Linked DNA regions of Mus musculus: regions 1, 2, 3, 4, 6 and 7 are each linked to region 5. The links are chromatin contacts, called in public ChIA-PET, HiChIP or PLAC-seq and promoter capture Hi-C maps. All regions are on one chromosome and are shown on one strand. Each heading gives the region's core, a stretch centred on a gene start, on an enhancer-like site or on the middle of the called end of the contact. The rest is flanking DNA. Distances are from core to core; before and after follow the strand shown.

Region 1 (2,729 bases), core at 183-2,682, 820 kb after region 5:
GGAAGGAGTAGATGAGAGGATTAATGGCTGAGTTGAACACGGCCAGGGCCAGGATCCAGTCCATGCCACGCAGGTACTCCTGGGCCCAGACATTAGAACCAAAGATGTCAGCCAGGAGCAGGCCAAACAGGGGACCCCAGCACACCACAAAGGCCACCAAGATCATCAGCACGGTGTTGAGTAGCCTGCGGGACTTGCGGCGGGCAGGAGGACGTGGAGACTTCTGCCCATTGGCTCGGACCACTCTAAAGATGGCCCCGTAGAGGCTCAGGATAGCCACTAGGATGAGGGCGAAGACCACCACACAAAAGAGCACATAGCCCTTGGAGTAGAGGGGCAGCAGGCTGGAGCAGCGTGGGAAGGCGCACACACAGTTCCAGCCCAGCAGGGGCAGCAGGCCCAGGATAGCTGCCAGTAGCCAGCACAGACCGATGCAGCCATACACACGGCTGGTCTTGGTGGCCCCACTCTCAGCCACCCGCACCATGGTGGCGAAGCGCTCGCCGGCCGTGAAGAGCAGACTGAAGGTGGATGCGGCCAAGGCCATGAAGAGCAGGCCCTCCCGCAGGAACCAGTGCACCGGTGACAGCTGGAAGGTACGAGTCCCTGACAGCAGCACGTTGACCACGTAGGCCAGGCCTGTGAGCAGGTCACTCAGTGTGATGTTCAGCAGGCAGTAGTACACCCAGCGGCGGGACCGCATGTAGATGGCGATGGCGGCCAGCACCATGGCGTTCTCCAGCACCACCAGGCAACCTGCGGCCACCGACGGCCCCCTCAGCATCCCTAGCCCTCCACCGTCCTCAGAGCCCCCGCGGCTGGCCAGCCTGCCGCTGTGATTGTAGTGCAGGACAATGAGGAGGCTGTGGCCGCTGGCTGCCAGCCGGTGGCAGGACTCTGGGGTCACCAGCGTGGACCAGGTACTGATGTTCATGGCCTCCCCCGGGGACAGACTGAGAGAGGCCTCCGCAGGGTGGAGTCACTGCCTGGCCTGGGTTTCCTGTTGTTTGAAATTTCCTGTTATGCTCAAGGTGCCCCAGAGTGGGTGGGGGTGAGGCCAGGGCAGGGAGGGGCATCCTGAGCAACTGTGGGTGTGACTCTGGGGGCTCTGAGCTAGAGAGCATGATCTCTCATGGCACCCCACCCAGGACCAAATTTCCCTCTTTGGATGGGAGGCAAGCACTAGATGGGGAGTCACTACTGGACAATGGGCATAGCCTGGCATCCAAGATCCCTCTGCCCACCCCCTTGTGCCCAACTGTTCCAACTGTATGCTTATATATACAGCAGGTGCCTAATAAGTATTTGTCAACTGTACACAGAAAGCGTGCCATAGGCAGAGGCAGGCGGATTTCTGAGTTCGAGGCCAGCCTGGTCTATAAAGTGAGTTCCAGGACAGCCAGGGCTACACAGAGAAACCCTGTCTCGAAAAACCAAAAAAAAAAAAAAAAAGGAAAAGACAGAATGTCATAAATGTTTGTCACTTGTATACACCAGCCAAGCCTTAATCAATGTCATCCAAACACATCAAGTACCACCCATGCATAACAGGTGCTTAATATCTTTTTAGAATTTTTGTTACATTTATTGATTGACTGTGTGTGTCCTTTCATGTGCTGGGGTCAGAGGGCAACTCACAGGAGTCCATTCTCCCCTTCTACCATGTGGGTCCTTAGAGCTTTGCCTCAGGCACCTTTACCCCTGAACTGTTCACTGGTGCTTAATCAGTGTTTGCTGTGTGTACACAGAAGGTGCTTAAAAAATGTGTCACATTGGGTGTAGCAGCACATGCCATTAGTATCAGTTCTTGGAAGGCAGAGGCAGGAGGACCTCTGTAAGTTCCAGGCCAGCCTGGGCTACATAATAGAGACACCCTGTCTAAAAAAAAAATACAAATACCTAATAATAATAATAATAATAATAATAATAATAATAATAAATATGTGCCACCAATACATAGTAGGTGCTTAAAATCACCTATTAAAGAAAAAGTCATCTGCACACACCAGGCGCTTAATAAGATTTTGTTGCCTGTACTAGGGATGCTTCATAGTGCTTGTCAACACACAGCAAACAGCAGGTGTCTAATCAATGTGCAAGGACACCTGTAGCTCCCCTGGCAGTGCCAACTCAGCCTCAGCCTACACAATTGTTCTGTGCTTTGACCCCAGCCTCAACCCCTTCCCTGCACTGAGCCCCAATCCCCAGTCTCAGCTCCTTCCCTGCACTGAGCCCCAATCCCAGCCTCAGCCCCTTCCTGCACTGAGCCCCAACCCTACCTGAGCACAGCTCTTGCTCTGTGCCATGACCCTGAAGAGACTTGATGTCAGACAGTGCACAAACTCTGGCCAGGGCCCCTCTGCACTGACTCCCCAAACCTCTACCCTATACTGAGCCTTTATCCCAGAATGAACCCTGAGCCTGAATAACATAGTCACAGACACAACATAGTGCTGACTAAAGGCCAACTCCAGCCAAGCCCATGACTGGGCCTCATGCACTGAGTTCAAGTGAGTACTGGGGTTCAGCATGAAGGAGGACTGAGCACAGCACCCCAGAATGAGTGCAGACAGAACGGTCACCTGCAGCCTGCTATGGAAGCTGATGTGGTATGAAGCAGGCACCATAACAGAACAGAAGATTACGAACACTTGACCTCCACAGCAGGCACTTAGTCAGTCTTCAAGAACAGCTCTCGCCAGGCGTGGTGGCGCACGCCTTTAATCCCA
Region 2 (2,700 bases), core at 37-2,536, 800 kb before region 5:
CTCAATACTTGGCTGTATCCCAGTGTTCTATGGGTTTAGACTATTTCATTTATTGATTTTTTTTTTTTTAGGTTTGAGACAGGGTTTCTGTGTAGCCCTGGCTGTCCAGGAACTCGCTCTGTAGACCAGGCTGGCCTCGAACTCACAAGAGCTCCTCTTGCCTCTGCCTCCTGAGTGCTGGGATTAAATGCGTGTGCCACCATTGCTGTGCTAGACTATTTTATAATAAATGAATATATTTGCTCTGTGATCCCAGCACAGAGGCAGGAGGATTGATGTTGGTTTGGGATTTAATAAACAGGGGTGGATGGGGAGGGAAAGGGCCAGATAGCTCAGTGGGTAAAGCACTATGGCAGAAGGGAGGGCTGCAGTTCCAGTCCCCAGAACCCGTGTCCACAGCGGAGACAGCCTCCTGTATTTCCGAGCATTTGTGTAAGGAGGCCCAGAAGAAGACAGGGACACCTCTCCCCCAACAAGCTAGAGAGCTGATTGACTGAAACCTTAGAGAGAGCCCCTGCCTCAATATAAGGTGGAGAGTCACTGAGGAAGATACCTTGTGTCAACCTCAGGCCACTCTATGCATGTGCATCCACACATGCCTATGCAGAAAGAAAGAAAGAAAGAAAGAAAGAAAGAAAGAAAGAAAGAAAGAAAGAAAGAAAGAGAGAGAGAGAGAGAGAAAGAAAGATTAAAAAATTTAAGATATATAAATTAAAAAGAAATAAAACACACACACAATATATATATTTATATGAAAAAAAACCAGTAAAGAGAAAAGAATAGGAAATTATCCCAGTGCAGAAGTGCATACTTGTCATCCGAGCGTGCAGGAGGCTGAGGCAGAAGGAACCTTGGATACGTGGTGAGTTCATGGCTAGCCAGGGTTACATGCAACCCTGTTTAAAATGAACACACATACACACACACACACACACACACACACACACACACACTACAACATTAGAGGAGAAATAATGAACTCCCAAAGTAAAATCTAGGCAGGTTATTAATGGGGAGGGTCATCGATGGGGGGTGTATCACAGGATCTGTGGATCATAGCTGAGTGGGTACTAAAGTGGCTTGTCCCAGGACCCTCAGCACGCTCTGGGTGGCAGAGGGCTTCCTGTGCCTCCAGAGAGACCCCCTGCGTCCTGCCCTACTGCAAACATTCCTGGGCCCCCAAACTGGAAGGAGGAAGTGGGACCCACAGCCCAGCCTTTAGCCACTGTTCAACGGCTCCCGGCAGAGCTGGGCTATAAGAGGGCCCCAGCAAGCAGGATGCCAGGAGCCTGGCCATGGCTGGAAGCTACCCATCCCCCAAGGGGATCCATCCCTTCCTGCTGCTTGCCCTGGTGGTTGGTGGTGAGTGTGTGTGTGGGTGGGGGGGTGGGGAGCTGTTCATTAACCAGCACCTTCCTAGAATAGCTGGGAAGGTCAGGGCATCCCCTGGTTAAATGCTTGGGAAGGAAAGAATGAGAGGGGGCATTGACTGCTTTCCTTCTGTTTTAGGGTTCTTTTTTAGACAGAGTCTTAAGTAGCCCAGGCTGGCCTTTGCTACATTATAGCAAATCAGCTTTGACCTCCTGGCCCTCATGCCTCATCTCAGTACTGGGGTAGCAAGCTCCCATGCTGTGTTTCTGTGGCACTGGATGTGGGACCTAGGGCTTTGTGCGTGTAAGCCACGACTCTACCCACTGAACCCAACACCAGCTTCAGCCCTTGATGGGTTCTTACTGTATGTGTGCCGCCCACGGACTCTCACTGCAGGGAGGAATTTCCAGGGAATCAGGAATTACCAGCCAAGCTGAATGGCGCACATCTTTAATCCCAGCAGTTGGGAGGCAGAGGCATGCAGATCTCGCTGAGTTCAAGGCCACCCTGGACCACAGTGTGAGACACTATCTCAAAACAAAATAATACGTGTAGACTCAAGTCAGCCCCCGACTCCTCCCCAGGCACAGGTCACTTTAAAACCATAGGTAGAACAGACTGTGGCTCTCATGGCTGGAACCCTTCAGGCTGCATTCCTGACACCTACTTCCCCTAGGCGCAGTCCAGGCCTCCAAGATTGTAGGTGGGCACGAGGCTCGGCCCCACTCTCGGCCTTATGTGGCATCCCTGCAGCTGAGCAGGTTCCCTGGGAGCCACTTCTGTGGTGGCACCCTGATCCACCCGAGATTCGTGCTGACAGCCGCCCACTGCCTGCAGGACATGTGAGTTCAGGAGACAGCGAGGGAGTGGCAGGTCTGAACTGACAGCAAAGCCCTGGATGGGTACCTCATAGTCTCTTCCCCTTCCAAAGGCTCCCTCTAGACCTGCCTCAGCTCTTCCCCATGCGTTCTCCAGGAGATTATTTCAACAGAGACTTTCTCTCACCTAGAATCCCCCAGTGAAGGGGATAGGGGAGTGGTTAGGGTAAATATCCCTTCTAGAATTCCCCAGGGAAGGGTCTGTGGGCACGGTCAGGGTAGAGTTCCTCCTACCTGCCTAGAATCCCCCAGTGAGCGACTAGGGGGCGTGGTTATGGTAGAGCCCCACCTGGATTCCTCCCAGAGGGCGTGGTCAGGGGTGGAGCACTTGGTAACGTGTTGAAGGATCGATCCGGGTTCCATCCCTTTCCCTACAACAAACAACATCCCACAACCTTCACTGCAGCTCCTGGCAGCTTGTGACAGTGGTGCTGGGTGCCCACGACCTGCT
Region 3 (2,799 bases), core at 10-2,509, 990 kb before region 5:
CTCCCACCTGCTCCCTGCCCTCCATTCAGTGTCTATTCTTGGAATCCCATTGTCCTGGGCCTTGGCCTCACCTGCCCTGTCTCCCCAGGAAGCAGGTCCTGGGGACCAAGGTGGACGCGGAGCGCGATGGTGTGAAGGTGCCCACTACGCTGGCCGAGTACTGCGTGAAGACCAAGGCGCCGGCGCCCGACGAGGGCTCGGACCTCTTCTACGACGACTACTATGAGGACGGCGAAGTGGAGGAGGCCGACAGCTGCTTTGGGGATGAAGAGGATGACTCTGGCACCGAAGAGTCCTGACCCACGTCCCTGAAATAAACTTACAAATTTTACCTCAGCAGGACCCGTGTGGGCCTCAGGCGACAGACTACCTCACCGAGGTTCCATGTGGGCTCCCATCCCATGATCCTTAGGTCCTCTTACCCCGTATTCCCCATGGGTTTTCCTCGGCTTTGGAGAAGAGCTGTGGTGCAGGGCAAACACCCCACTCAGCTTTCAGATGATGACAAGCCTGGGAGGCTGGGGACCGACTGCCTGGTGGGGAGCCAGAGACTCCAGCCCAGCCCAAGGAAGGCCAGCACCACAGTCTCCTCTCTGCTTTTGGTGTGTGTGAAATAAAATAAAATAGCTTTCTGAGAAGCTGAGAGAATCACCTAGGACGCCGGTGGCACTCGGTACTGAGGGCCACCTGGGTAGCCCGGCCAAGGCCGTGGGATGGGCAGGAAGAGATAGTGACTGTTAAGGCTCAGGATTGTACAGGGGCCCCAGGCCCAGAAGCAACTTGCTGCCTGCAGATCCCACCTTCCTGCATCTGGCACTGTGGCTGTCTGTGTCCGCCTCCATCCTGCAGTCAGAAGGCCTGGGTCCTGAGGCGTGCAGAGGACTAGTATCCCAGCAGTCCTTGTGTCCTGGGCACTTCTTCAGCCCTGGGAACTCCAGTGCCTGCCTGAGGAGTCCCTGTGGCAGGCAGCCTGGTGACTCCCCACAGGAAGGACAGGCTGAGTGATGCTCTGACCACATCATGCTGTGCAGGGTGGCTACAGTGACCCAGTGCTGAAATAGCATTGGGTGCCATGTAAAGAAAGGAAAAGAAAGTGTCACTTTCATTGCGTGGGCCTGTTAACTCTCCAGAGTTCCAGTCTCCAGAACAAAGCTGTACTCTACTGAATAGCACTTCATGGAACCTGTGCTGCTTATAACTGATGAGAGAAGGACAAGTTGTTGGAAAGGCGTTAGTTCAGGCCTTCCTCTACCCGTATAATTTGCAGCCAGCCTTATGTACAAAGTTGCAGGGCCAGCAGTAAGGCTCAGTGGGTAGAGGCCTGCCACCAAGCCTAGCACAGGACCTACACGGCTCAAGGAGAGAACTGACCCTGTGAGTCATCCTCTGTGGGGGTTGAGGTCCATTGAGACAGACCCAGTGTTTACCTGGTGCTAATCACCAGAATGAGCATCACTGGGCTATAGTTGCTGCCCCCCAGGCAGGGGGCAGCTTTGACAGCAGAATTGCTTTCTAAAACCACACAGCAGGGTGTGAAGTAGGAGGAGTTGACACTTGTGCAAGGTGGGTGGTACTGGGAAGGCCACCTGTCCCCACAGGAAGAGAGAGTGGGGAACCCTTTCCCCCAGGGACCACTGATCCTGTGCCAGGATGGAGGTCTGCTGGTCCCTGCTGCTACTGCTGGCCCTGAAAACACTGTGGGCAGGTGAGCATTCGGGGGAAACTGAGGCCCAGAGCCGGGTATCCAGAGGGCTGTGGATGGGAGGCATTACGTACAGGGAAACTAGCAGATGATTCAGAACCCTGAGTAAAAACAGCGTAGAGCCGGGCGCGGTGGCGCGCGTCTTTAATCCCAGCACTTGGGAGGCAGAGGCAGGCGGATTTCTGAGTTCGAGGCCAGCCTGGTCTACAAAGTGAGTTCCAGGACCCCCAGAGCTATACAGAGAAACCCTGTCTCAAAAAAAAAAAGAAAGAAAACCACGTAGCCTGGTGACAGGCCTCTGAGCTCAGTATTTGAGGGGTCTGAGGCAGGAGGATTGCCATGAGTTCAGTTAGAGTGAGACCTATCAGAGGAAACAAAATGGGGTTAAGGATATAGCTTAAGTTGGGGCATATGCCTGGTGTACAGAAAACCTGGGCTCCATACTCCATTCCACCAGGCATGGTAGAGCACACCTGTCATCCTAGCACTGGAGGTGGAAGACCAGGAATTCAAACCCTTGCTCAAACCCTTGCTCTCCAGTGAGTTTGAGGCCATCTGTGCTACAGAGCCTCCTGAGCACTGACATTAGAGGTGTGTGGCTACCACACATGACTTTCTTTTTGTAAAGGTATTGCCATGTAGCCCTGGCTGGCCTGGAATTTATAAGTAAATACCCGCTTCTTGAGTTTGGTCAATGAGAGGCTGTGCTACCATCCTGAGGTACAGATGGCCTACAACTCACTGTAGAGCTGTGTCTCATGCCTGTAACCCCAGCTCTAGGGGACGAGCCAAGCCACAGGGTCCCTGAGGCTCTGGGAATGTGCTGAATCAGTGAAGCCTCAATTAAGGTATAGGGCAATGCAGAAAACACCAGACTTGGTCTCTGACCTCCATATATATACATCTATCTGTATGCATAGATGCATTTGTCTATTTGAGACAAGATCTCACTATTGTAGTCCTGGCTGACTGGAACTCACGGAATCTGCAGCCCTCTACCTCGTAAGCACTGGGATTGGAGTTATGTGCCACCTCCCAAGTTTTGATGCTTATATTAGTTTGGAAACTTTTAGAACCTCTCCAAAAAATAAGGAGGG
Region 4 (2,700 bases), core at 146-2,645, 930 kb before region 5:
GCAGCCAGGACTTCCTACACAGAGAAACCCTGTCTCGAAAAACCAAGAAAGAAAAAAGAGAGAAAGAGAGAAGGGAGGAATGAGGAGAGAAAGAAAGAAAGAGGAAGGAAGGAAGGAAGACAGACAGGCAGGCCTGGCAGACAGGCTGGATTCCAGCTGCACCTCGACTCTGCAGGACTAAAACTGGAGACTTCTATGTCAGCATTCCAACAATGCAAATCCGGTATTGTTCAGGTGTATTTGGGGCCTCCACTGTCTTCCTAGAAGTGAGAGCCCCAGGTGGGAATCTGGAACTCAGGGAATGGAATTACAGCAGCTCCCAGAACCAGCACAAGAGGACCCACAGGACCACAGACAGGCCAGCCAGACAACACTGCTCAGTGGACTCTGGACCCCATTTTACATACTCCCTTGGAGTGGTCAGGTACAACGCAGAGCACACTCCCTCAAGGCTTCACTGTGGAGAAGGACTTAGGACACCAACTTACCTTCCAGCAGTTCAGCATGGCCCCACTCCCTCAGGACATGTTGCTCACGGGGACTGGCAGCGGAGCTCCTTCTTGAGCTGCAGAAGCCACCAAAAGTCCCTAGAAAGAGACATGAAGAATAAGAACACAGAAACCATCCTATCAAGTGGACACCGTGGCATGCACACTTATTACCCCAGGTCTCTGGAGGCTGAGGTGGGAGGGTCTCCAATTGGATTCCAGCCTGGGCTACAAAGGAAGTTCTAGGTTAAGCTAGTGTGAGTTCCTGCCTCAAACTTACGTCATGCCCAGAAAGAAATGGATCAAAAGACAAGGACTGCCAGGCATGGGATCTCAGAACTCAGGAGGTTGAAGCAGTAGGACCTGAGTTCAAATAAAGCATCCAGCATGAACCACATGGAAACACCATGGCTCAAAAAAAAAAAAAAAAAAAAAAAAAAAACACGCCCCGCCCACAAATAAATCCAGACCCAGAAAAAGACCAACTTCAAGGGCAGAACAGGCCAAAGCTATAAGGATCGGGGTGCAGGATCCAGCAAGAAGTACTCCTAACTAAAAGTAGCCAAAGGTCAATGCCAATATCCGTAAGTCCCCAACAGTGGGTCAGAGACATGGAAAAGCGAGCAACAATCAAAAGTCAAAGTGCCCTGCGGACCTAGAGAGACGTTGCCAACTAGTGCCCAGCTAAATGGGTCCCCAGAAACTCCTCCATAGGTCAAAGAACAAAGGTTGAAGGTGACCGGGATCCTAAGGAAGGGAAGATTATAGTCCTGGATCCGACACTCCTTTACCTTCCTCCGAAGGCGGGCGGTGGGGCCCAGGGGAGCGCAGAACCCGGCCAAGCCCGGCTGCGCTTCGGGTCCACCGGAGCGCCGACATGCCGCCTGCTGCCCGCAGTGCGCACGCGCACGCGCCGCCTGCAGGGAGCTGTAGTTCTGCGACTGCCGGAAGCGCTCTTAGGGTCTGTCCTGTGAGAGGAGTCGAAGGAGAACTACAACTCCCAAGAGGCAGCGGGCAGCGTGGCGGCAAGAGAGCATGCGCAGAAATACTCTTCTGATTCGTTCTTTTCATATCCAAGTTCCCTCTTTAGTTTTTATATTTTTTTGTTCTTTGATTGACTGGTTTCTGCTTTATTTTATTTGTTCATATATATGTGCGTAACATTTACATATGTGTATATATTATGTACTATATGCACATTTTTGGCACAAAGTCTCACTATTTAACCATGAATGTCCTGGAATTTAACAGGATTCCCTTGAACTCAACAGATATCCTCCTTATACTCCTGCTCTGCCACCCAGTACTGGGACTATAGTCGTGCGCCACCACGCCCAGTCCCTACCCTATTTGTTTCTCCTCCTCTTCCTCCTCCTCCTCTCTGCCTCTCTCTGTCTCTGTCTCTCTGTATGTATATGTGTTTGTGCAAATGGAATCAGGGCCGTAGAAAGATGGAAAAGACGTGTAAATAGTACCACATCGCGATTTCATTCATCCATCCATCCATTCATTCATTCACATTCACAGAGTCCCATGTAGCTCATGTTAGCTTCCAATTTACATGTATGAGAACTAATCTGGAAAGCCTGACCTTGCTGTCTTCTCCTTCCCAGTGTTGGACTAAGGGATCTATCTACACGTAGCCCAGGTTGGTTTCAAACTTCTAATGTGGCCAAAGATGACAGTGAATTCCTGATCCTCCTGCCTCCTAGCTCAGGAAGTGCCGGATGACAGATATGTGCTATCACGCACCAGCATTTTATATTTGAGACAGAATCTCACTAAATTTTCCAGGCTAATTCTGTAGCTCAGACAGTACCCTCCTGAGAAGACAGGACCTGGGCTCATTTTCTCAGTACTAGGGCTTCTACTGTCTGGAGCGCATCAGTGAGAGCTTTGGGTTTATAATCCCAGCCCTCTGGAGGTAAAGGCAGGCGGATTCAAATTTAAGCACATAAAATGCACATAAAACCTTGTCTCAATCAGGCAGTCGGGCAAGCAAACGGACAGATAAACAGACACACACACAAACTCAGAGCTGGGTGTGGTGGCACACACCGTTTTTGCTTTTGTTTTTGTTTTTTTAAAGATTTATTTATTTTATGTATCTGAGTACACTATCTCTGTCTACCAGAAGAGGGCATTGAATTCCATTACAGATGGTTGTGAGCCACCATGTGGTTGCTGGGAAATGAACTCAGGACCACTGGAA
Region 5 (2,700 bases), core at 10-2,509:
AGTAGGGGAGACGGGGCTGAGAGACTGCAAGGAACATCCAGCCACTGACCACAAGCCAACCTAGGGGAGCTCACAAAAGAGAGAGCTAGGACCTGCTGACGTGCTTTCATCCAGAACAAGGCCAACCTGGGGGACACAGAAAGTGTGGGATCACATACAGAAAGTGGGTGGGGAGCACAAGACTGAGATCAGGCTGATGGCGAGGGACATAGAGCCACCAATCAGTGGTGGGAGTGGGTCCTGAAAGAAAGAGCTACTAGGCAGCCGGGGACAGGTTGTAGCCTGCAACAAGCACACACTGCAGGAAACAAATGTAAAGTCCATCAGAGACCACATACAGAGGTAGGAAAGCCCGGGCTGAGAAACTGCTAGGGACACAGCCACAGATCACAGGGGAGCCTGGGGCAGTTCATGAAGAGTTAGTAGGCAGCTAGAAGCAAGGCTGCAGCTTACTGACTCTCCCAACCAGCACAAGACAGGCCTGGAAGTTGCAAGGAACAGAAACACTCGATTTGCCTAGGATCACACACAGAAACAGACGACTGTGATCGGGCTAACTGCAAGGGACACAGAGCCACCAATCACAAGCCTGGGGGTGGGGGTTGAGGGTCCTAGAAGAGAGAGCTACTAGGAGGATGGGGACAGGGCTGCGGCCTGCTGACCCCCACCACCTCCAGCACAAAAGTCCAATGCAAGCACCCCTCCCAAGCCCTGCACCAGCCTCCCGAGTAGGCTCTGCTTATCCGTCGCACCCGTCACTGCAATGGGACCCCCGGACAGGACCCCTCACCTTGAACGAACGGTGGAAGCCCTGAAGTTCGGCTGTTCTCTTCTGCACCATCTTCAGTCCGGGCCCCACCAGCGGGGGAGGGGACGCGGGGCCCGGGGGGCGGCTTGGGAGGCGACCCTGCGGGCGGAGGAGACAAAGGACCGAGGCTGAGAGAGGCGCTCGGCCGGGCGGAGGCGGCCGGGGCTCGGCGGAGCTCCCGCGCCTGACTCGGGCTTCCTTCCTCCCTCGGAGAATGTCGCCCTTGGCGCCGCGCTCACCGGGGTCGGACACCGGCCGGGGTCGCAGCGCCGTCACCTCACCTAGCACAGCCCGGACCCCGCTCCGAGGACTGCGCGGGGAACAGCGCCGCCACAGCCACCGCTGCTGCTGCCGCCGCCGCCGCCGCCGCCGTCGCCGCCGCCGCCGCCGCCACCGCCGCCACCACCGCCACCACGGACCCCTCCACTGGGCCGCTGCCGCCGAGAGGAGCCGCGCGCGCGGCCGGCGCGGCCACCTTTATAGGCGCGGTCCCGAAGTTACCCCGCCCCTCCGCACCAGTCTCCGCCTTTCTCAGGGAACAGAGGAGGCGGAGCTTCCAGGAGCGTCGAAGGCCGCAGCGAGAAGAGCACGCCGGGGAATGCAGAATACGGCTGCGCGCTCCCGTTTAAGGGGCGGAGCTTAGCGGGGAGCGGAGTGGAGCTGCGCAGCGACCGTGTTGGCGACTCCAAACACGGCTGCGCACTTCGAGCTGGCAGGGGGAAGGGGAGATTCCGAGGGAAGTGGGGCGCGAAGCTTCAAGCGCGCCTGCGCACTCCCACGGTGGGGGCGGAGCGTGAAAAGATACTCGACTGCAGCCGCGTGACCTGGCTGGGGGGTGGGAGAGGACTGTGTGGAGAGGCTGGTGACCAGCCTCCGGAGTCGCCTGCGCCTGCGCAGAAGGGTACTGAAGGCTTCAGTTTGGGCCGTGAGGCCGCCTTCTCCTGTGTCACAGTTGGCCCGCTGGCTTGCGCGCTGCAGGTTCTGCTCCCTGTCCTTGAGCCGGGTGCCGCGTTCAGCTGCCGAAGGAGGGCAAGCCAGCCCTAATTTTACTGAATACTGATGCCCTTGTCCTGTGCTCCAGCTCTGCAATCCGTGATGAACCCTTCTTGAACCTCTTGGGTCCTTTGCAGCCCTCGGTGGGGATAGCTGGGACAAGAAGGGGCTAGGATCCCCGATTCAGGTTCGGATACAGTCAGACCGCGTTGTGCCTGCTGCCTCGGCTGCTTCCGTGCACAAAGAGGTTGTTTTCCCTCTTCAGGGTAGTTTGTCTACAAGTTTTTACCACCACCCTCTACTGAGGCTGGAGCCTCATGAACCTCAAGCAGCTCTTTGTGTGTTTGTGTGCACTCACACAGGTCCTCGTCCGTGTGAGTGTGTGTGCCTTATGCATACAGGTGCCTGGAAAGTCAGAAGAGAGGTGAAATTACACGATGCCTGATGTGGGTGCTGGGCTGTACCCTGGGTTCTCTGTAAGAGTAACAGTTTGGCTTAACTTATGAGTCATCTGTCTGACTCCCGAGCCTCATTGTCGTCATTAGTGATTGCATTGGCAGAAATGTTTGTCTCTAATTCAGATTGTCATGCCTGTACAAGGTTCATTACCTGGACAGATTTGGGCAGGGGATAGAACTTCAGCTCAAGGCAGTCAGGGATCAATTCCTGGCAGACTCAAACAAGGGTCTCTACTCAGCTGTTAAAGGAGTTTGCCACCAATTATAGCCTGAGCCCATTCCTGGGACACATGTAAGAGAAATAGCTTCTACCTGTGGCTAGCTGTAGCATGTGTGTGTGTGTCCACGGGGGCCAGCATGTCTCTGTAGTTTGGGGCTACCTAGCCAGATCCTATCTCAGGCTAACAATTCAAATAAAACATGACACCCACATTCAAGCGT
Region 6 (2,761 bases), core at 194-2,693, 820 kb before region 5:
GCACCAAGCCCGCGTTGGGGCTCCAAGGCTGTTGGGCCCCTGGCCAGATCTGCAAGGAAACCAGTATAGCCGCCAGCCCCTTTGCCCCGCCTCCCACGAGCCCTGTATTACAGAAAAGGGAGGCCAGTGCTCTGGGCTCACCTCCCGTGCAGGGCGGAGGAGAAACTTTTCCCCCTTGCCTGGCTTTTTTTTTTTTTTTAGCAGATAACCAGGCAGACAAGAATCCGGATAGTTTGTGCCTTTGGGAGTCCTACCAAAGGATCTGTTTTATAGCCTGCACTAGGCCTTGGAGAACCCGTCTTGCTTTGTGATACCCCAGGACTGGAAGGCAGAATCCTGGCTGCTGGGGTGAAGGTACAAGAGGGCGGAGTTTCGTCCCTCCAGTGGATTCTGCGGCTGCTGAGTTTGTAGCCTCGTTTCCCCAGCTTTAGGCAGAACCAGCCACACTGCGGCTCCTTTCCTCGGTTTCCCCATCCCTGCGACACAGATGGAGCTTGGCTGCTGTGGGTAGACAAAAGACGGAAAGAGATGATTCACAATCTAGTCGCGACTGCGTCTATGAAGCACGTGGCCTCCACCTCGTTGCGATCTAGTCCAGGAGAAACTCGGTTGAAAGGCCAAATTCTGGCCACGTGACCACAAGCAAGCTAGGGCAATACGGGGTTTTCTGCCCGCTTCTAAGATGGCGAAGCAGCTTGCTTTACTCTCACGTTGGAGGCTAACGGCTTCCAGTGCCTGCTTGCAATATGGAGGCAACCTCCAGAATGCACGCTTCTCTGCGTCTGACCCGCCACGTACCCACTCTCAAGATGGCGTCCCACGGGTCGAACAAAGGCTCGCTCATTGGCTCAGATGGTATCACGTGCGTCTACTCATTCACTCCCTCCCCCTCCCCCACCGGCCGTTTCCGTCTTCCGTCTTGACTGACGGCCGTCCCGCCCAACAGCTGTCTGCTGTCTGGATGCGTTTCGCCCTTGGAGTAACCTTTTGACCAATAGAAGGCCCTGGCGGGGGCAGGCGGGGTTGACCACGCCCACAGACCGCAGCGGGAACCAATGAGGATCGCGCGCGGGGGACGTGTGCGGGCGTCTCCGCCATCTTGTGAGTCTATAACTCGGAGCCGTTGGGTCGGTTTCTGCTATTCCTGCGCCTCCGCTCCGTTCCCCGCGGGTCTCTTCCGTGTGCCATGGACGGGTAAGTCCTGCCGCGCCCCTCGCACGCCGCTCCGCTCACCACTCCGTCCCAGCCATCGCTGCCGCGCGCGTGGACTTTTGGCCCCCGCCGATCCCTCTAACCGCTGCAATGGGCGCGTGCGTGTGGCCTCGTTCCGCGTGGCGCGCTCGGAATCCCGGGCGTCTGAGGCCCTTAAGGAAGCCGGTTGGCTTAGGGCGACCGCACCCAGCTTTCGGCTCCCCTTAAGCCCCTCGCCCAGCGCACTTCCGGTGCCCGCGCGGTTCATCCGGAGGAACCCAGCGCCCCCCTCCCGCCCTCCGCGTGCACGCGCGCTCCCTCCGGTGAGACGCGCTCACTCGGAGCGGCTCGGCCGCTGCGATCCTTCCCGCCTGCCGTGCTCCAATCCGGCCGGCTCGCCCTGTGCCCCGAGCAATGTCGCTTCGCACGCCGCATGCGACCCCGGGTGCGCGCGCGTAGTAGGGCGCGCGCCCTGGTGCGGGCACGCGCGCGGACCTGTGCCGAACGCGCCCGCCCTTCCCGCCTGGGGGGAGGTGTCCGGAGGAGGCCTCCAGGGCCCCCCATTGGAGGGGCGGGTGGGCCAGAGTGAGGTTCAGTTCGGTCTCCGGTGTGGGCGCCGGCCTGGCATCCGTATCTCCCACATGCTTCCCGGATGCCCCCTCCACTGGCAACTTTTTGTAGTTTTCGGTTTGTTTTGGAGACCGGATCTCATTGTAGGCTGGTCTGAAAGATCTGCTTGCGCTTGCCTCTGCTTGCGTAGTGATGGGACTAAAGGCCTGCGTCACCAGGCCCCGACTTTTTTGTTGAAACTTTTTGTTTGGCTTTTGGATAAGGACTGGCCTTGAATTCCTGATTTTCCCCACCTTAACCTCCCTAGTGCTTTGAGTCACCAGGCTTAGTAAGCGGCTTTCCTTTTAACACGATTCTGAAAAGTAGTTTGGCCTAGCTTCAAGCTGAGTACCTATGGCAGTCCTCCTGCCTCAGCCTTCTAAGTGCTGAGATGACAGACAGGAGTCTCCAGTTGCCTCCTTTGAGCAACTTACCGAGGATCTTTGAGCGGGGTGTGGTGGTGCACACCTTTAATCCTGCCAGAGATAGGCAGATCGAAGTGAGTTCTAGAAGGGAGTGCAGAGAAATGTCGCAAAAGATTCTTTGAAAACAGTAAACCAAGCAGAGGGTTACACATACCCCAGCCACCACTTCTGGTGGAATCCCTTCACGAGGCAGACCCCTGAGAGCCATTTGGTAACCTGCCAGCTGTGGTAGGCTTGCTGCTGCCTGTAAGCAGGCTAGGTGTGAGGCGGCAGGGTGCAGTCACGAGGGGCTGGGGTTGATCAGTAACCTAGGGTGTATCCCGGCAGCTCTGTTGGTTTGTAAATGGTAACAAGGCCACTTTGCCTGCCATCAGCAGTGTGGCCCTGGAGGAGCTCCCAGCCCCCATCAGGAAGCACTGTCTTGGGCTGCTCCTTACCTATATTTCAGGCTCCCTGGCGTTGTAGGATGCTCAGGAGTTGAGTTTTGACCCAGGTCACTGGTATGCTTTATAAAAACTGGGCTTTTTTTCTTTCCT
Region 7 (2,700 bases), core at 104-2,603, 910 kb before region 5:
GATCTGGGGAGGCAAGGCTGAGGCACAGGAAACACAAGTAGAAATAACAATCAATTCCTATGTTCCAGGTTCACCTGGCACCCCACATACCACTCTCTCCAAGCTGCCCCCCTTCCTAGACAGGGTTCCTGTCTGTCCTGGAACTAACAGTTGGCCTCAAACTCAGACATCGGCCTGCCTCTGCCTCCCAAGTGCTGAAATAAAAGGTGTATGCCACCACCTGAATTCTTGGAGTTAATCGCCCTGAAGAATGTCATGGTGTCACCATCCAGAGGGAGAGTGCAGAGACCAGAAGGAACTACAGCACCTCTTACCACCCACCCCGTCGTCACCCTGACAGACTCTGGCTAATTACTCCACCACCTTCTCCGCAATGGTAGATTGGCTTACACCAAACTAGCTACTACTTCTTCAAGGACCCACCCAGGCTTCCACCTCGAAGGGCAGGAGCAGGCTCCACGCTTGGCCTGGAAAGGCCACGGTAGGTTGCAAGTACTGAGCGATCACCTTTCCAGGAGCGAGCCTCAAACCTGGGTATGAAACAAGGGATGCCTGGAAGGTGGGAGGTTCTGTCCTGGGAGAGGAGGCCTGGGGATACCAGCCTAGTCAAAGTCACTCTCAAGAAACTTGCAGGATCCCTGGCATGCACCTGGACAAAACCACCTTGAACCGGAAAAGATGCAGGACACCCAAGCAGGGTCCTCAGGATAGATATGTCCAAAGCTACGAGGAAGAAGCAGGAGGCCAGGGGACAACCAGGTGGGGACCGGGGGATGCAACTGGTCAAAGCCACACTGAAGCCTTAGCACAAGGCCTGTAACAGGCAAGGAGGTGCAGGTACGACCTTCCCAGACCCTCCAGCTCCGCCGTCGGATTCGCAGCTCCTCTGGGCGCAGCAGCGAGGCCCGGGGCGGCGCTCGAGGCCGCGCCGCGCGCCCCCGCGTCCTGGCCACGCGCTCGGCGGCCGTCCCCAGCGCGGAGCTCAGCTTCCGAGCCCCACCGGGTCCGACCAAGCCTGCGTCCCTCGGGCGACCCCGCCGCCGCCCTAGGTTCTTGGACCTGCCCGCCACGCTGCTCGCACCCCGCCGGGTCTCAATTTCCCCTCTAGCCAGCTTCGCGCGCACAGCTCCACGGCCCTCCCGCCCAGGTCTCACCGGCAGGCGCGGCACGATCTCTACCGAGCAGCAGTGGCAGAAGTACCGTCCGGGCTGCGGCGACGCCTCGGCCATGGCCACCGCCGCCTCCGCGCCGCCCGCCCCCCGCGCGGCGCCTGCCGCCGGCCGTTTGCTGCTCCCTCGCCGGCCGACGCGCCCGCGCACGCTCACGCATGGCACGCACGGCACGCACGGCAGGCGTGGGGCTCGCGGAGAAACGCGGGCAACGCGCTGCGGGGGGCTGACTCGTGGAGAACGGTGGCCGCACTAGGACAAAATAAGTATTTCCGGAAGCCAGAGACCTGGGTCCAGTGTGTGGGGCGGAGCCTGGGGGCGAAGCGGCGGAGCCTAGTCTCCTTAGTAACCGGGACGGAGGTGAGGGTCAAGACTGCAGAGCATCTTGGGGGCGTGGCCTATCTGGTGTGGGCGGAGTCTAGAGGGCTTGGCACTTGGGGGTGGAAGGGCGGAGTCACGCTTGAAGAGTGCGGAAGTCCAGGGACAGCGCGAAGGCGGGTCGCCTTGGCGATGACTTTAGGAGGTGAAGTCAGACATGGAAGCAGAAGAAGTCAGAGATGGGGGGCCAGCGAGCGGCGGGGCTACGTGGGGGAGAAGACTTTTTGGCAACCTGCGTGGGACAGGGCCTCGGGGAAGCCTCCGCGACCAAAGGGCGGGGCCTTCGTGGGGGCCCGGGATGTCTCTTTGGCAACCTGGGGTAGGTTATAACCTGTAGGCAACTGGAAAGCTTTAGGGTCCGCAGGCTGAGCCTGCGCAGGGCGGGGCCGGGTTTCCATGGTGACGAGACAGCGACGGGACCAATCCTGGAATCCGCCTAGGAATTTGGCGTGAGCCTGGAGGCGGAGCTCCAAGCTTGCGGGGGCCGTCTCCTTGGCAACGAGGATGGGCAAGCCTGAAGGCGGGTGACTATCTCCAGAGCGGGGATGTAGTCGACAGGGCTGAGTTTCTCCGGCATACGGGATTGGATGTAGAGGCCTCGGAAAGCCAAGTACAGTCGCGAAGTTGGAGTCCTTGAGGGGCGGGACTTGGTTGCCTTGCCAATGGCTTAAGTTGTTAGGGCTATCCCTAAAAAAAAAAAAAAAAAAAAAGTGAGGGACGGGGCCTAAGAGACTCCTCCTCTTCTTCGAACCATCAAGCCCTCATTTCCCAGCTTCCTTCCCCTCATTTAGCCTTCCAGACAAGCTTGCCTGTGGATATTTGCTTGCACTGCACTGCCTGTGCCTCCAAGTGCTTGGTCCCCCAAACTCCGGAGTCTCGGCTGCAATGTTGCCTTTTCACGCGGTCTCTACAGCCCTCCTACATACACTTATGTACACCTGATAATCTGTAAAAACAGTGCCGGGCAGAAGGGAGTATCATGTCTGGACGATACACATCAGGTGTTCCACAAACACCCGAGATAAGGATGAAGAAGGGATGCATTCTCTGGTAGAAGGAGGATCCTCTAGCCCGCAGGCACCCCGTGTGACTCTTCAGGAGTGAATGAAGCCTGCGTCGTCTTCTAGGCTAGGCCCAGAATGTTTCTGAGGTT

The links. Promoter capture Hi-C pulls out the DNA fragments that hold promoters and counts their contacts. ChIA-PET counts read pairs in DNA pulled down with a chosen protein or histone mark. HiChIP or PLAC-seq counts read pairs in DNA pulled down with a chosen protein or histone mark. Capture Hi-C pulls out chosen DNA fragments and counts their contacts.
Region 1: an RNA polymerase II ChIA-PET map of memory CD8 T cells shows a contact between it and region 5, with 8 read pairs. The contact joins the promoter of S1pr4 here to the promoter of Mknk2 in region 5.
Region 2: a promoter capture Hi-C map of liver shows a contact between it and region 5, with 2.3 times the contacts expected there. The contact joins the promoter of Prtn3 here to the promoter of Mknk2 in region 5. A contact is called at or near these places in 4 of 39 promoter capture datasets (the SN4741 cell line, liver, neutrophils and 1 more), 1 of 115 datasets of contacts at active chromatin or transcription factors (kidney) and 1 of 9 other capture datasets (liver).
Region 3: a contact with region 5 is called in an H3K27ac HiChIP or PLAC-seq map of microglia, with 6 times the contacts expected there. The contact joins the promoter of Gzmm here to the promoter of Mknk2 in region 5. A contact is called at or near these places in 2 of 115 datasets of contacts at active chromatin or transcription factors (microglia and pancreatic cancer cells).
Region 4: a contact with region 5 is called in an H3K27ac HiChIP or PLAC-seq map of embryonic stem cells, with 5 read pairs. The contact joins the promoter of Polrmt here to the promoter of Mknk2 in region 5.
Region 6: a contact with region 5 is called in a FOXA1 HiChIP or PLAC-seq map of pancreatic cancer cells. The contact joins the promoter of E130317F20Rik here to the promoter of Mknk2 in region 5. A contact is called at or near these places in 3 of 115 datasets of contacts at active chromatin or transcription factors (bone marrow-derived macrophages, memory CD8 T cells and pancreatic cancer cells).
Region 7: a promoter capture Hi-C map of pre-B cells shows a contact between it and region 5, with 2.9 times the contacts expected there. The contact joins the promoter of Rnf126 here to the promoter of Mknk2 in region 5.

What each region holds. Positions count from the first base shown.
Region 1 is chr10:81,498,705-81,501,433 of GRCm38.p6, forward strand. It overlaps S1pr4 (sphingosine-1-phosphate receptor 4), which reads right to left and starts at 1,433. Exons shown (of 1, transcript NM_010102.2): 1 at 1-1,433. The coding sequence starts at 934.
Region 2 is chr10:79,878,381-79,881,080 of GRCm38.p6, forward strand. Prtn3 (proteinase 3) reads left to right here and starts at 1,287. Exons shown (of 5, transcript NM_011178.2): 1 at 1,287-1,362; 2 at 2,048-2,213; 3 at 2,656-2,700. The coding sequence starts at 1,296.
Region 3 is chr10:79,687,761-79,690,559 of GRCm38.p6, forward strand. It overlaps Gzmm (granzyme M (lymphocyte met-ase 1)), which reads left to right and starts at 1,260. Exons shown (of 5, transcript NM_008504.3): 1 at 1,260-1,705. The coding sequence starts at 1,651. Cdc34 (cell division cycle 34) reads left to right here. Exons shown (of 5, transcript NM_177613.2): 5 at 89-638. The coding sequence ends at 299.
Region 4 is chr10:79,745,186-79,747,885 of GRCm38.p6, forward strand. Polrmt (polymerase (RNA) mitochondrial (DNA directed)) reads right to left here and starts at 1,396. Exons shown (of 21, transcript NM_172551.3): 1 at 1,280-1,396; 2 at 489-587. The coding sequence starts at 1,367.
Region 5 is chr10:80,675,034-80,677,733 of GRCm38.p6, forward strand. Mknk2 (MAP kinase-interacting serine/threonine kinase 2) reads right to left here and starts at 1,260. Exons shown (of 14, transcript NM_021462.4): 1 at 1,048-1,260; 2 at 791-907. The coding sequence starts at 841.
Region 6 is chr10:79,853,528-79,856,288 of GRCm38.p6, forward strand. It overlaps E130317F20Rik (RIKEN cDNA E130317F20 gene), which reads right to left and starts at 1,444. Exons shown (of 1, transcript NR_029447.1): 1 at 1-1,444. Ptbp1 (polypyrimidine tract binding protein 1) reads left to right here and starts at 905. Exons shown (of 14, transcript NM_001077363.2): 1 at 905-1,194. The coding sequence starts at 1,187.
Region 7 is chr10:79,765,599-79,768,298 of GRCm38.p6, forward strand. Rnf126 (ring finger protein 126) reads right to left here and starts at 1,354. Exons shown (of 9, transcript NM_144528.3): 1 at 1,155-1,354. The coding sequence starts at 1,229.